Linked DNA regions of Mus musculus: all the other regions are linked to region 1. A link is a contact called in public HiChIP or PLAC-seq and Micro-C data. All regions are on one chromosome and are shown on one strand. Each heading gives the region's core, a stretch centred on a gene start, on an enhancer-like site or on the middle of the called end of the contact. The rest is flanking DNA. Distances are from core to core; before and after follow the strand shown.

Region 1 (2,838 bases), core at 179-2,678:
TGAGTGTGGGCAGAAAGGAAGATGCATGCATGCGTGCTTGTGTGCATGCATGCATGGGTGGCCAGGAACTATCGGGCAGGGACAGTGAGGCAGGGCTGAGAACAAAGCCACTGTGTTAGTTACTCTTTGTTACTGTAACAAAACACACCTCGACCAAACGTGACTTATGGAAGGATTTGTCTCGGCTTCAATAAACTGAGAAGGGGAGTCTGCAAGGGTGAGGGAGGCAGGCATGGCTGCCACATGCAGCCAGAGTGGGAAGCTGAGAGGTCTCGTTCCCAAACCTTCTATCTCTCACGTTATTGAGACAGGTTTATATTCTATAGTCCTGGTTGGACCCTGTTTCTAAAAAGGAAAACTCAAAGAAACTAAGAAGGTACTTAGGACGGAATGGGAGGGGGAAATGACAAATCACAGTAATTGAGATGCTGCCGATGCCACGAAGAGACAAATTTGTACCTCTAAGTGCACAAGTCAGAAATGAGCAGAGTCAGCTGGTCAGGGGCTTCGGTGGGGATGGCTCCTGCTGCCAAACCCGAGGTCCTGAGTTCCGTACCAAGGTCCACGGAGGAAGGATAGAACCAGCTCCCAAAAGCTGCCCTCTGACCTCCACACATGAGGACAGCATGCATGCAATAAATAACGTGATAAAAAATGAAAAGGCAAAGAAATGATTAGCGAGGCACACCCTTGACTGCAGTTCCCACTTCAAGAAACGAGCTAAGTCAAAAGTAGACCACAAGGAAACGTGGAAGTAATAAAGAAGACAACCAGCCCTGTTGATAGATAGCATCTGTGGTTGTTCCCCTCCCAACCCATGGCTGGATCCTTATCACGGGGGAAAAAGATCAGACAAATTCCACGAGAGAAAGCCTATAAAATTCCGGACCATCACTCCTTAAAAACAAAGTCTGAGAACCACTCAGAGCCAAGAACCTCGGGATTCACAGCCACTGTGATGTGGTGTCCCAGGTAGGAAAAAAGTGGGGGAAATTCAAATGAAGTTCAGGCTCGAGACAGTCCCGATGTGTTGCCGTGGTGTAGGAACTAAGTGTAGCATCGTCTGAGCCCTGGATATTAGAGACGCCAGAGTATATGAAAACTCTCAGGCATTTTCACATCAACTGCTTTGAATATTTTACATCCCATCCTCCTGAAAAACAAAACAACAGGAACCAGGTTCTTCATGCTCAGTTAGTTTAATTCGAGAATCCTATGAGACAGGTCAGGTCAAGAGACTCAACACCAGCTTCACACAGTCTCTTCGAGGAAACAGAAGGAGAGCCTCAGGTTCACTCAGGTCAGACTCAGCACCACTCCGATACCCAAACCAGAGACAGAGGCTACCAAAAAGAACACCAGAAAGCCGGGTGGTAGTGGTGCACGCCTTTAATCCTACCACTCAGGAGGCAGAGCCAGGCAAAGCTCTGAGTTCAAGGCCAGCCTGGTCTACAGAGAGAGAGAGTTCTAGGGCAGCAAGGGCTACACAGGGAAAGTCTATCTCAATAACAAAACAAAACAAACAGACAAACACCAAAACAAACAAACAAAACAGAAAACAAAAATCTGGGAAACAGAGGTAGACGGAGTTCTTTCTTAGAGATCAGCCAGGTCAGCCAGGGCTACATACACTGTTTCAAAAATGAGGAGTGGGAGGAGGAAGGGGAGGAGGAGGGGGAGGAAGCTCTGCTTCCTAAAACGAACAAAGGAGATGTACAGTCTCCCTCTTTCCCATTCCTTGCGTTTCTCCTAGTTCAAAGCCTCAGTGGCGACGCCAGGGGAGATCTGCAGACTTAGGACATGCCAGCCTCTGGCTGACTGCCTCTGAAGACTGGGCAGAGCCTCAGACTACGCTGGGATGCACTCCCCAGCCTCCTGCAGCACTGGCCTCCCACCCGGGGCTGAGGCAGGTATCTGTCCTTGGGTGTGTGTCCTTGATCCTTGTGGCGGTGGTGGTAGGGGGAGGCAAGAGGTGCAGGCCATGCTGTGCCTACAAAAAGATCTACAAAAGTCCTTTTGCAGACCTTTACTTAGGTGAATCTGGGATAGTTCAGGAAAAGAACTTCAGAAGAGCAAGAGCCCAGCACCCACATACAAGAAGAGTATGGCCGCACGCGCCTATGATCCCTGGGTTGCTGGGCAGCGTTAGACTGATCGTAGGGAGCACACTGTCCAACCAGCTTAAAAACGGCAAGCTCCAGGCTTAGTGAGAGACCTTGCCTCAAAAAATAAGGTGGAAGGGCTGTAGAGAGGTCTCCGGGGTAAAAAGCATTTGTTGGCGTTCTCAACAAGCTTAGGTCCTGTTTGGCTCATAAACAGCCATTCACAACTCCAGTTCCCGAGGGGATGACGCCCTCTTCTGACCTCCTCGGGTACTGCATGCGCAGTATACTAGTATATATACACATACTCCCACAGATCAAATAAATCAAATAGAAATGGAATCTCAAGTAAAAAAAAAAATTTTTTTTTTTTTTGGTGTTTTTGAGACAGGGTTTCTCTGTATAGTCCTGGCTGTCCTGGAACTCACTTTGTAGACCAGGCTGGCCACGAACTCAGAAATCCGCCTGCCTCTGCCTCCCAAGTGCTGGGATTAAAGGCGTGCGCCACCACGCCCGGCTCAAGTAAAATTTTTATAAAGGTAGGAATAGAAGACATTTGAAGTCCTCTAACCTCTGTGCACACGCACAAGCGCAGGCACACACAATGATGAGTATTCTATAACAGTAAAATGATCCAATTCAAGGCAAGGAAGGAGACCAGGGAGGTTGCCATGGGAAAGAGTAGAAGAATTTGCATGCACAGAGAGAGGGAAAATGTAGAGAGGCGGAAGAGAGA
Region 2 (2,838 bases), core at 248-2,747, 180 kb before region 1:
CTGGCGTGGCGGACTCTGGTGAGGGCCCTCTGTCACCTGTTAACAGTCCGTGCAGTTCCAGTCAGAGCCATTACCAAGATGGTGAAGTTGGAGGGTTCCCTCTGATGTGTGCCACGCTCCTGAGGGGAGTCACAAGTCTCGTCTTACATATTAAGTGATGTTGGAATACAGAAACCAGGTTTGGCGTCCTCAGGAAAGGTGGGGCTCTGGGCCTCTGGGGAGTGTTCTGGTACTTCACATCTTCCTCACCTCCAGCTCTAAAATACGGTCTAAGCAGACGTCAGTCTGGGTTCCCGTAGTCAGAAGGTAAGAAATTTACCCCCTTGCCTGGTGTCTGAAGGCTTTTGCTGGTAAGGATTTATAATAGTTATGGCATCAAATTAGCTTTCCCCATAAAGCTAGAACTCACTTATCTCCCAGCAGGTACCTCCATTTGCAACCATGTTCTCCAAGCTAAGTTATGGCCCAGGTCTGAAAGTGCAAGTCTGTCTGTCTTACTGCTTTGTCTGGCTTTATAAGGAGGCAGACTTGAGGCCTGCTCAGATACATGCCTTACCACCAGGTCTGTGTCCCAGTGATTTCTAGCTCAGTCTGTCTCGTCCTTAGGGACTGGCCTGATAATTGATTCTAATTTTTTATCTCCACAGAAATGAAGAAACTAAATCTAGCAAAACAAAGTTTGTTCACTAGTTGGCAAACTTGCAAATTCTCTGATTTGGTTTCACTCACTTGCATTGTCTTGCAAACAGTTCCCTTTGTTATTCTCTCTGCTGAAGTACTAGACTATATCCCTGGGTGGTGTGTAGGGAGTAGGTGGTTGTGTTCAGTGACCATAATAAAAAAGAAAGGATTCTGGCAGCAGCTCTTCTGGGTGACTAAAGACAATTTCAAGTTGAAGTCTTGGTCTCACCTCTGCCAGTTTGTGTCAGATCTGCTGCCATTTAGAAGCAGGTGGGAATGGGCATGGTTGGGAGAGTTAAAAGGCATCTGATCTATAATTCATCACAATCACAAGAGGCTTTTAGGGCTAGCTAAGAGAGATGTAGTGGAACTTAGATAAAGTATAAAAAAAATGACCATTTGGCTGCTGCTGTCACAGCCTGTAAATATGGTCAGATGATGGGTGGACCCAGGGGATGGAGAAACACTCAAGACTAGTTGATGTGAGTGCTGGGGAAAGCCGATGGAGGGACTTTGGTCCCGCTTCTTCTAGGGAGTGTGTGGATGCAGTCCTGGATTCCTCTCCTGAGCCTTTGTTTGCAGTCACTAGAGTGGAAGAAGCTTGCTCTGAAGGTAGGCACTCATGTGGGACAAATACATCTGGATTGTGAATTTCCCAGTCCTTATAATGGCAATCATACCAGGCATAGAAGGTGAAACTCAGTGCCCCTTTTTTTTCTAGTACCGCTTTTTTTTACTTTGGTTCATTTTGGGGAAGTTTGGGGTTTTTCTCAGGTTTCACTGACTGCTGTTTGCTAGCTGAGACTAGTTCTGTGCCTGGGAAGCAGTGACGCCCTCTTGTCTGTCTCACTGTTGTCTGTGCAGCTGCATGTGCTGCACGTGGGACAGGTCGTCGCTTCCCAGACGGGACAGGGTCTGACTTTGCCCCTCTTGTGGTTCTAGAGTAGAAGCACACTTTCCTTCATGAAGGGTTTTCCACTAGAAATAAATAGGAATGGCTAGTCCTTGGCCATAACACCTTAAACATGTCTTGTCTTGGAAGCTGAGTGTGATCTGGCACAGTTAATACATGTATAGGAGGAACACGTGCCTCCTTAGCAGACTGACAGGCCCTCTGGAAGTTGGTTAGCACATTCCTGTGACCTTGTGACATTTCACCTGACCAGGACACTGCATACACGTGGCTCTGGGTAAGTACCTAGGACCTACACAACAGCCAGCTCTAGAAATATCAAAAACTGCTTTATTTTTGCACTTGACTAATACTGTAGGACACTGAACATGTTTGGCAGTCCTTACATTGAAATCCTCTGTTGTAGTTTCAGGAGAAAACTGCTCCTTTGTCCATGTAAATATTTTAATTTGAACATTATCTCAAAGGGCATTTAGGCCTGTTTTTGCTCAAAAGACACCTTGGGTGAAATTTAAGCATTTGACCTAATCATTTCTCACTGGGGATAGGGCTGGGGAAGGCCTGGCTTTGTAGTTCATTTCTGCATCCTATCTCAGCTCCATGAACGCCAGGGTCACAAGAATGTGTTGCTGTACCCAACTTCTAATCTGCATCACATCAGTGAGGCATGCATGTGAGCAGTTGAGACAAAGGCTACACTATTGGGTTATTTAAAGTTCTCTCTTAACAAAACAAAACATGCATTGCCTACATGTATGTCTGTGTGAGGGTGTCAGATCTTGGAGTTACGAATAGTTGTAAGCTGCCATGTGGGTGGTGGGATTTGAACCTGGATCCCCTTAAGCACCAAGCCGACTCTCCAGCCCCTCATTTTGTTTTTTTTTTTCCCAGACAGGGTTTCTCTCTGTAGCCCTGGCTGGTTTGGAACTCCCTCTGTAGACCAAACTGGCCTCAAATTCAGGTCTGCCTGCCTCAGGTGCTGGGGTTGGGTTAAAGGGATGCACCACCACCCAGACTTTACTGGGGCTTCTTCTGGTCAGGTTATGTTAAGAGTTTGTGAGAAGACTTTCCACCGCCCCCAATAAAGGTACAGCAGTAAAGGAGAGCTTGTGGGTATCACTGGGCTACAAAGGAGGACAGTATGAAACCGTTCTTGCAGGATGGCTTTTGAAACCTGGGCAGAGCAAGGCAGTTGATGGAGGGTTAGTATTGGTTCTGGTTGATAATTTGGATACTTCAATCAA
Region 3 (2,838 bases), core at 175-2,674, 170 kb after region 1:
CTACAGTATAGGCAAACCAACTCACTCTCCTCCTGACCCAGCCTCTTGAATGTAGTATGTGTCACCACACCAGGTCTGATCCTAATATTTGTAAGCCGTTCTCTTTTTAAAGGAACATTTTTAATTAATTTATTTATGATTGATTTGTTGTACACAACACAGTACTCCTATGGAGTTCAGAGAGCAACTTTTGGGAGTTAGGTGGTTTTTTTCATTTTCATTTTCTTTTCTTTTCTTTCTTTCTTTTTTTTTTTAACCACGTGGGACCTGGGAATTGAACTGTGGTTGTCAGTCTCAAGTGCCCACTGAGCTATCTCTCCAGCCGTTTATAAGCTATTCTAAAATATTATAACCAGGAGGTGGAGAGATAGCTCAATGGCTAAGAGCACTGACTGCTCTTCCAGAGGTCCTGAGTTCAATTCCCAGCAACCACATGACAGCATAAATATGAGTCAGATGGGTTGGGGTAAGGTTTTCTCTGTGTAGTTCTGACTGTGTAGTTCTTGCTCTGAAAACCATGCTAGCCTCGAACTCAGAGATCCAACTGCCTTTGCCTCCGCATGCTGAGATGCTGGGATTAAAGGAGTGTGATACCCGGCCTGGGATAATTAGTGGTTTTGCCCTGGAATAATGCACGGTTCTGAAAGATTCTAAGAGTGTTTGTGGAGCGTGATTTGCTATGAGATCTGTGGGCAGGTTGGAGGCGAGAGAACAAGTGTGAGACAATAAATATGGCGTGGCTTCACATACATGTTTATTTAAATGTCTTTCAGGTTCTACATCACTCTTTCTTCCCTCATGCTCTTGACGCAGAGAGTCACATCCCTCTCACTGGACATTTGTGAAGGGAAGGTGGAGGCCCCGAGGCGGGGCATCAGGAGCAAGAGTTCTTTCTCTGAGCACCTGTGGGATGCTCTACCTCATTTCAGCTACTTGCTCTTTTTCCCTGCTCTCCTGGGAGGCTCCCTGTGTTCCTTCCGGAGGTTTCAGGCTTGCGTTCAAAGATCAAGCTCTTTGTATCCGAGTATCTCTTTTCGGGCTCTGACCTGGAGGGGTCTGCAGATTCTCGGGCTGGAGTGCCTCAAGGTGGCGCTGAGGAGCGCGGTGAGTGCTGGAGCTGGACTGGATGACTGCCAGCGGCTGGAGTGCATCTACCTCATGTGGTCCACAGCCTGGCTCTTTAAACTCACCTATTACTCCCATTGGATCCTGGACGACTCTCTCCTCCACGCGGCGGGCTTTGGCGCTGAGGCTGGCCAGGGGCCTGGAGAGGAGGGATACGTCCCCGACGTGGACATTTGGACCCTGGAAACTACCCACAGGATCTCCCTGTTCGCCAGGCAGTGGAACCGAAGCACAGCTCTGTGGCTCAGGAGGCTCGTCTTCCGGAAGAGCCGGCGCTGGCCCCTGCTGCAGACATTTGCCTTCTCTGCCTGGTGGCACGGGCTCCACCCAGGTCAGGTGTTCGGCTTCCTGTGCTGGTCTGTAATGGTGAAAGCCGATTATCTGATTCACACTTTTGCCAACGTATGTATCAGATCCTGGCCCCTGCGGCTGCTTTATAGAGCCCTCACTTGGGCTCATACCCAACTCATCATTGCCTACATCATGCTGGCGGTGGAGGGCCGGAGCCTTTCCTCTCTCTGCCAACTGTGCTGTTCTTACAACAGTCTCTTCCCTGTGATGTACGGTCTTTTGCTTTTTCTGTTAGCGGAGAGAAAAGACAAACGTAACTGAAATCTTTCCCTGCCCTTCATCTCACCTAGCCATTAAATACTGCTTAGGAAATGCCAGAAGATGCCTTGATGAATAATGTATTTAAAACTATTCATAGTGAAAGTTTTTAAGTATTGGATGGATAAACCTGATGGCTGGCCACAGAGATGTGTTTCTCTTCTGTGGTGGTTTGAATAGTAATGGCTCCCATATGTTTATATATTTAAATGCTTAGAGGGTGACACTACTTGAAAGGACTAGGAGGTGTGGCTTCATCGGAGGAAGTGTGTCACTAGGCTTTGAAGTTTCAAAAGCCCAGTCCTAGTTTAGCGTCTTTCCCTGTAGCTTGCCGATCTGGATATAGAACTCTTAGCTCCTCCAGCACCATGTCTGCCTGCATGCCGCCATGCTTCCTGCCATGATGATAATGGACTAAACCCCTGGAATTATAAGTCAGCCCCAATTAAATGATTTCCTTTATAAAAGTTTCTGTGGCCGTGGTGTCTCATTACAGCAGGGGAACAGTAATTAAGACTTGTGCATTAACAAGCTATTCTATTGTTACTGAGGTACAAATTGGAGAAGCACAGGGACTTCTCTAGATGTGGAAGTGAGGTTGAAATGAGCCTGGATATAAAAACATCAGGTGTGAGTAGAGGGCGTGATTCAGTGAGTGTCTGCCCAGCAGATGGGAGGGCTGGGGTTTGAGCCTCACTACCAGATTTAAAAAACAAAACCAAAACATCAAACTACTGTGAACCGCATGAAGATGTTATATGCACAGAAATTAAATGCTTAGTACCCATTGGGCCCAGTTGATTCTGGGATGTGAAGTATTGCAATCTGGTATGAATGACTTCTTATTGCCATAATGAAATGTTAGAGACAGGCAGACTTATGAAGGAAAGGATGTTTATTTAGGTCTCAGAGTTAGAAGTGCAAAGTCTGATGGTTTGGCTTCTGTTGATCCCTGATGGTGGATGCTGTCACATCATAGCAGAAGTGCGAACAGGGACAATGGCTCAAATCTTGGAGTAAACCAGAGAGCTGTCTGGACCAATATTATTTTCTTTAACACTCCTCTTAGGAAAAATACATCTCATGAAAACTATCTTCAACTCT
Region 4 (2,838 bases), core at 212-2,711, 140 kb before region 1:
GTACATGTGAATCCTTAGAACTCAAGAAAAAGCCAAATCTGACAGCAGGCACCTGGGACCCCAGTGATAATCCCCAGAGACAGGGGAACTGCCCCGGAAGCATGCAGGCCACCTAGCCTGGGACACAGTGAAGCTGTGGGAGAGACTTTGCTTCAACATGGATGGTGGGAACCGGCTACTTTATGGTATCCTGTGAGCTCCATGTGTGTACCCAAACTCACACACTCTATACATTATACATGCTTGTGTACACACACACACACACAGAGTACAGTGAAGACAGGATGGTGGATCACATCTATAATCTCAAGATCTGGTAGAGGCAGAAGACCCTGCCTCAAAAAAAATAACTACAGAACCACCCGCTTGCCCAACGGAACGCATTAGCAATTCTGAGACTGAGCTAACTCTGAGCTCCTAACAATAAGAGTCCTTACCCCACCCTCAGCAGGATATCCGCCTCCTTCCCGCCCTCCTAGATGCAGGGCACAGAGACATACATCTGAGTGCAAACAGAGGCCAAATCAAGAGAATAGCATTTGAAACCAATGTGTCCTCAATATCAAAAGGTCCCAGGCACACATGTGAGAACATGTGCTCCCACCCCTTCCTGCCCCTGTCGCAGAAGACTGGCTTGGGGGATTCGGATCTCCTGGAGTGTCTCAGCTCCACCTCTGCTCTCCAGAGGCCCCTCCCTCTGCCAGCACCGAAAAGGTAAAGGGTTTAAAAGTATTTAAATTATCGTGTAGGTTAAGCAAGGTTACTTTTAGGGATGGAGTCTACTTTAACACAAACTACAGAAAATTATCTTAGAAGCTACAGAACCTTTCTAGTATCAAAACAAGGTTACAGCAACAGAAATGGTCATTGGGGAACATGTTTGGGAAGGCTATGCTGCACGGCTGTTTGTGCAGACAGGGTTTCTCTGTTTAACCGCCCTGGATGTCCGGGAACACAGAGGCTGCCCTAAGTGCTGGAATTAAGGGCATGTGCCACACCATACCTGGCTCAAACGGTATCACCTACTGGTTTTCTGTATGATTTAGCTGTCTGTGCTTAATTAAAAGCCACGAAAATGCTGACGGACTTTAAAGAAAGGCCTTTAAACGGTATGATTAGTGATTGAAATTCTGCTTTAAAATTGTGTTAAGGGAGCTGAGAAATAGGAACACACTTGCTTTAGACACTGCACGCCATCTATCACCTTGTGTCCAACATTCATGCCATCTGGGGAAGCTTTAGTGACTTGTGATTGGAGATGACACAGCTCACCCTGGGGCACAACGGGGGGGGGGGAAGAGGGGTGCTAGACAAACTGTAACCTTTCCTTTACACTACCACTATTCAGGAGACCCCCTTAAGTGTCCTCAGGCATCTCCAACTGGAGAAGAGGAGGGGCCAAATAAAGCCCAAGTCACAGCCAGGAAGATCTAGTCTGACACTCTCCAAGGCCCTGCTCCCTAGAAGATTAATTAGCATATGCAAATGTCCTCCTCAGCCCTACTATAGCTAGAGACCAGCAACCCTGCTATACAAAGGGAGCATTCCCTCTTTTCCTTGTGTTTCCCTTTCCCAATTGGTTTCCACATTAAAGATACAAGGAAATTATGCCATGAGTTTGTGAAGCTGAAACAAAACCAAGCTGTTGCTTCTACAGGGGAGGGTCACCTTTAAGAGTGCTTCATGAAGACCAGAGATAGGGCAATCAGAGAAAGGAAGAAAGAGGGACAGAAGAGAGAGAGAGAGACAGACAGACACACACACTGACTCTGACTCAAAGAGAAACAAATAAACCAACCTTCTTAAAGAAAATGGCTTTTAGGGCTGGAGGGCAGTGGAGGCAGAAGGGGACCGGGACCGTGCAACCACAGAACCTGAGTCTGATTCTCTAGCGATTGGAACTAAGCTCTCTCTAGAACTCTCTAGTTTCTGACCAGGCATTCTAGTCAGACTGGTAAGCTCCAGGCCAGTGAGAGAGAGGCTCCCCTCAAAGGAAGTGGGTGGCATTCCTGAGGATGGGAAACAGGGGCAGCCAGTGTATATGCACACCTTAAAAAGAGATTTGCACCGGGCAGTGGTGGTGCACATCCTTAATCCTAGCACTTGGGAGGCAGGGGCAGGCAGATTTCTGAGTTCGAGGCCAGCCTGGTCTACAGAGTGAGTTCCAGGACAGCCAGAGCTACATAGAGAAACCCTGTCTTGAAAAACCAAAGGTTTGCTTCTAGATCCTGATTCCTATGGGGGCTCATTAGCCAACGAGTGCAAACTTTCTGGGCAGGAGAGATGCCACAACAGTTACAGGCTGACACAGAATAACCATGTGTTTTGGACTTGGACCACCGAGCAAACAAACAAGTATCAGCCTGCAACATCCCGTGTCAAAGTAACAACCAATAAAGCCAACAACCTTCCCCTCTATCAGTTTTGTGGAGGGTTTTGGCTTTGGGAGTTGAACAAGGCAACAAGAACGATCTCTAGGTAAAATTAAAATAAGCGCATAGAACTAAAAATAACATCAATTTGTTCAGATTTTGGCCAACATCTTCAATACGTAATGTGAACCAAACAGCAGATAGAAATGATACTTTTCAGTCCCAACAGCTTGCTGATTCTTACTAAAACTGCCGGTACCCTGGACAGCCTGGCACAGTATTGAGAGCAATGTACTTGGAAAACAAAAGAGACCAGGGCCAAGTAAAGCCAGGGCAGCAGTCTACTAGGGGGACAGGTCACCAGACAGGGAGATAACCCGTGAGAGCAGGCAGGTGAGTAACAGTGCCGAACAGAACCAAAGCAAAGACATGGAAACGGGAGGACTTGTAAGCAGGGTTTGGTGGG

Evidence for each region. Hi-C and Micro-C count contacts between places; a contact is called where the count stands out from the background. HiChIP or PLAC-seq counts read pairs in DNA pulled down with a chosen protein or histone mark.
Region 2: a Micro-C map of embryonic stem cells shows a contact between it and region 1, with 3 times the contacts expected there. The contact joins two enhancer-like sites. A contact is called at or near these places in 2 of 39 promoter capture datasets (both in embryonic stem cells), 2 of 15 datasets of contacts at CTCF or cohesin (both in embryonic stem cells), 42 of 484 Hi-C or Micro-C datasets (the Ba/F3 cell line, the HL-1 cell line, the HPC-7 cell line and 7 more), 18 of 115 datasets of contacts at active chromatin or transcription factors (embryonic stem cells, heart atrium and stem cell-derived neural progenitor cells) and 3 of 9 other capture datasets (adipose tissue, embryonic stem cells and pancreatic islet).
Region 3: a contact with region 1 is called in an H3K27ac HiChIP or PLAC-seq map of embryonic stem cells, with 2.6 times the contacts expected there. The contact joins two enhancer-like sites. A contact is called at or near these places in 3 of 39 promoter capture datasets (the C10 cell line, embryonic stem cells and stem cell-derived epiblast-like cells), 1 of 484 Hi-C or Micro-C datasets (embryonic stem cells), 2 of 115 datasets of contacts at active chromatin or transcription factors (embryonic stem cells and pancreatic cancer cells) and 3 of 9 other capture datasets (adipose tissue, liver and pancreatic islet).
Region 4: an H3K4me3 HiChIP or PLAC-seq map of embryonic stem cells shows a contact between it and region 1, with 29 read pairs. The contact joins two enhancer-like sites. A contact is called at or near these places in 7 of 484 Hi-C or Micro-C datasets (the G1E-ER4 cell line and embryonic stem cells), 5 of 115 datasets of contacts at active chromatin or transcription factors (embryonic stem cells and stem cell-derived neural progenitor cells) and 3 of 9 other capture datasets (adipose tissue, liver and pancreatic islet).

Annotation. Positions count from the first base shown.
Region 1 is chr8:33,956,778-33,959,615 of GRCm38.p6, forward strand. No RefSeq gene overlaps it. Among named protein-coding and RNA genes, the nearest start is that of Gm33588, 6.0 kb to the right of the region's middle. Within about 2 kb of position 1,429, at least 14 of the 459 cell types and tissues checked have an H3K27ac peak or open chromatin away from gene starts, as enhancers often do. A contact at or near this core is called in embryonic stem cells and stem cell-derived epiblast-like cells, where this site is marked.
Region 2 is chr8:33,777,309-33,780,146 of GRCm38.p6, forward strand. No RefSeq gene overlaps it. Among named protein-coding and RNA genes, the nearest start is that of Smim18, 31 kb to the left of the region's middle. Within about 2 kb of position 1,498, at least 12 of the 459 cell types and tissues checked have an H3K27ac peak or open chromatin away from gene starts, as enhancers often do. A contact at or near this core is called in embryonic stem cells, where this site is marked.
Region 3 is chr8:34,122,982-34,125,819 of GRCm38.p6, forward strand. Mboat4 (membrane bound O-acyltransferase domain containing 4) reads left to right here. Exons shown (of 3, transcript NM_001126314.2): 3 at 774-2,204. The coding sequence ends at 1,737. Among named protein-coding and RNA genes, the nearest start is that of Gm39158, 3.6 kb to the left of the region's middle. Within about 2 kb of position 1,425, at least 108 of the 459 cell types and tissues checked have an H3K27ac peak or open chromatin away from gene starts, as enhancers often do. A contact at or near this core is called in embryonic stem cells and stem cell-derived epiblast-like cells, where this site is marked.
Region 4 is chr8:33,812,695-33,815,532 of GRCm38.p6, forward strand. All of the region lies in intron 5 of Rbpms (RNA binding protein gene with multiple splicing), which reads right to left. Among named protein-coding and RNA genes, the nearest start is that of Smim18, 66 kb to the left of the region's middle. Within about 2 kb of position 1,462, at least 25 of the 459 cell types and tissues checked have an H3K27ac peak or open chromatin away from gene starts, as enhancers often do. A contact at or near this core is called in embryonic stem cells, where this site is marked.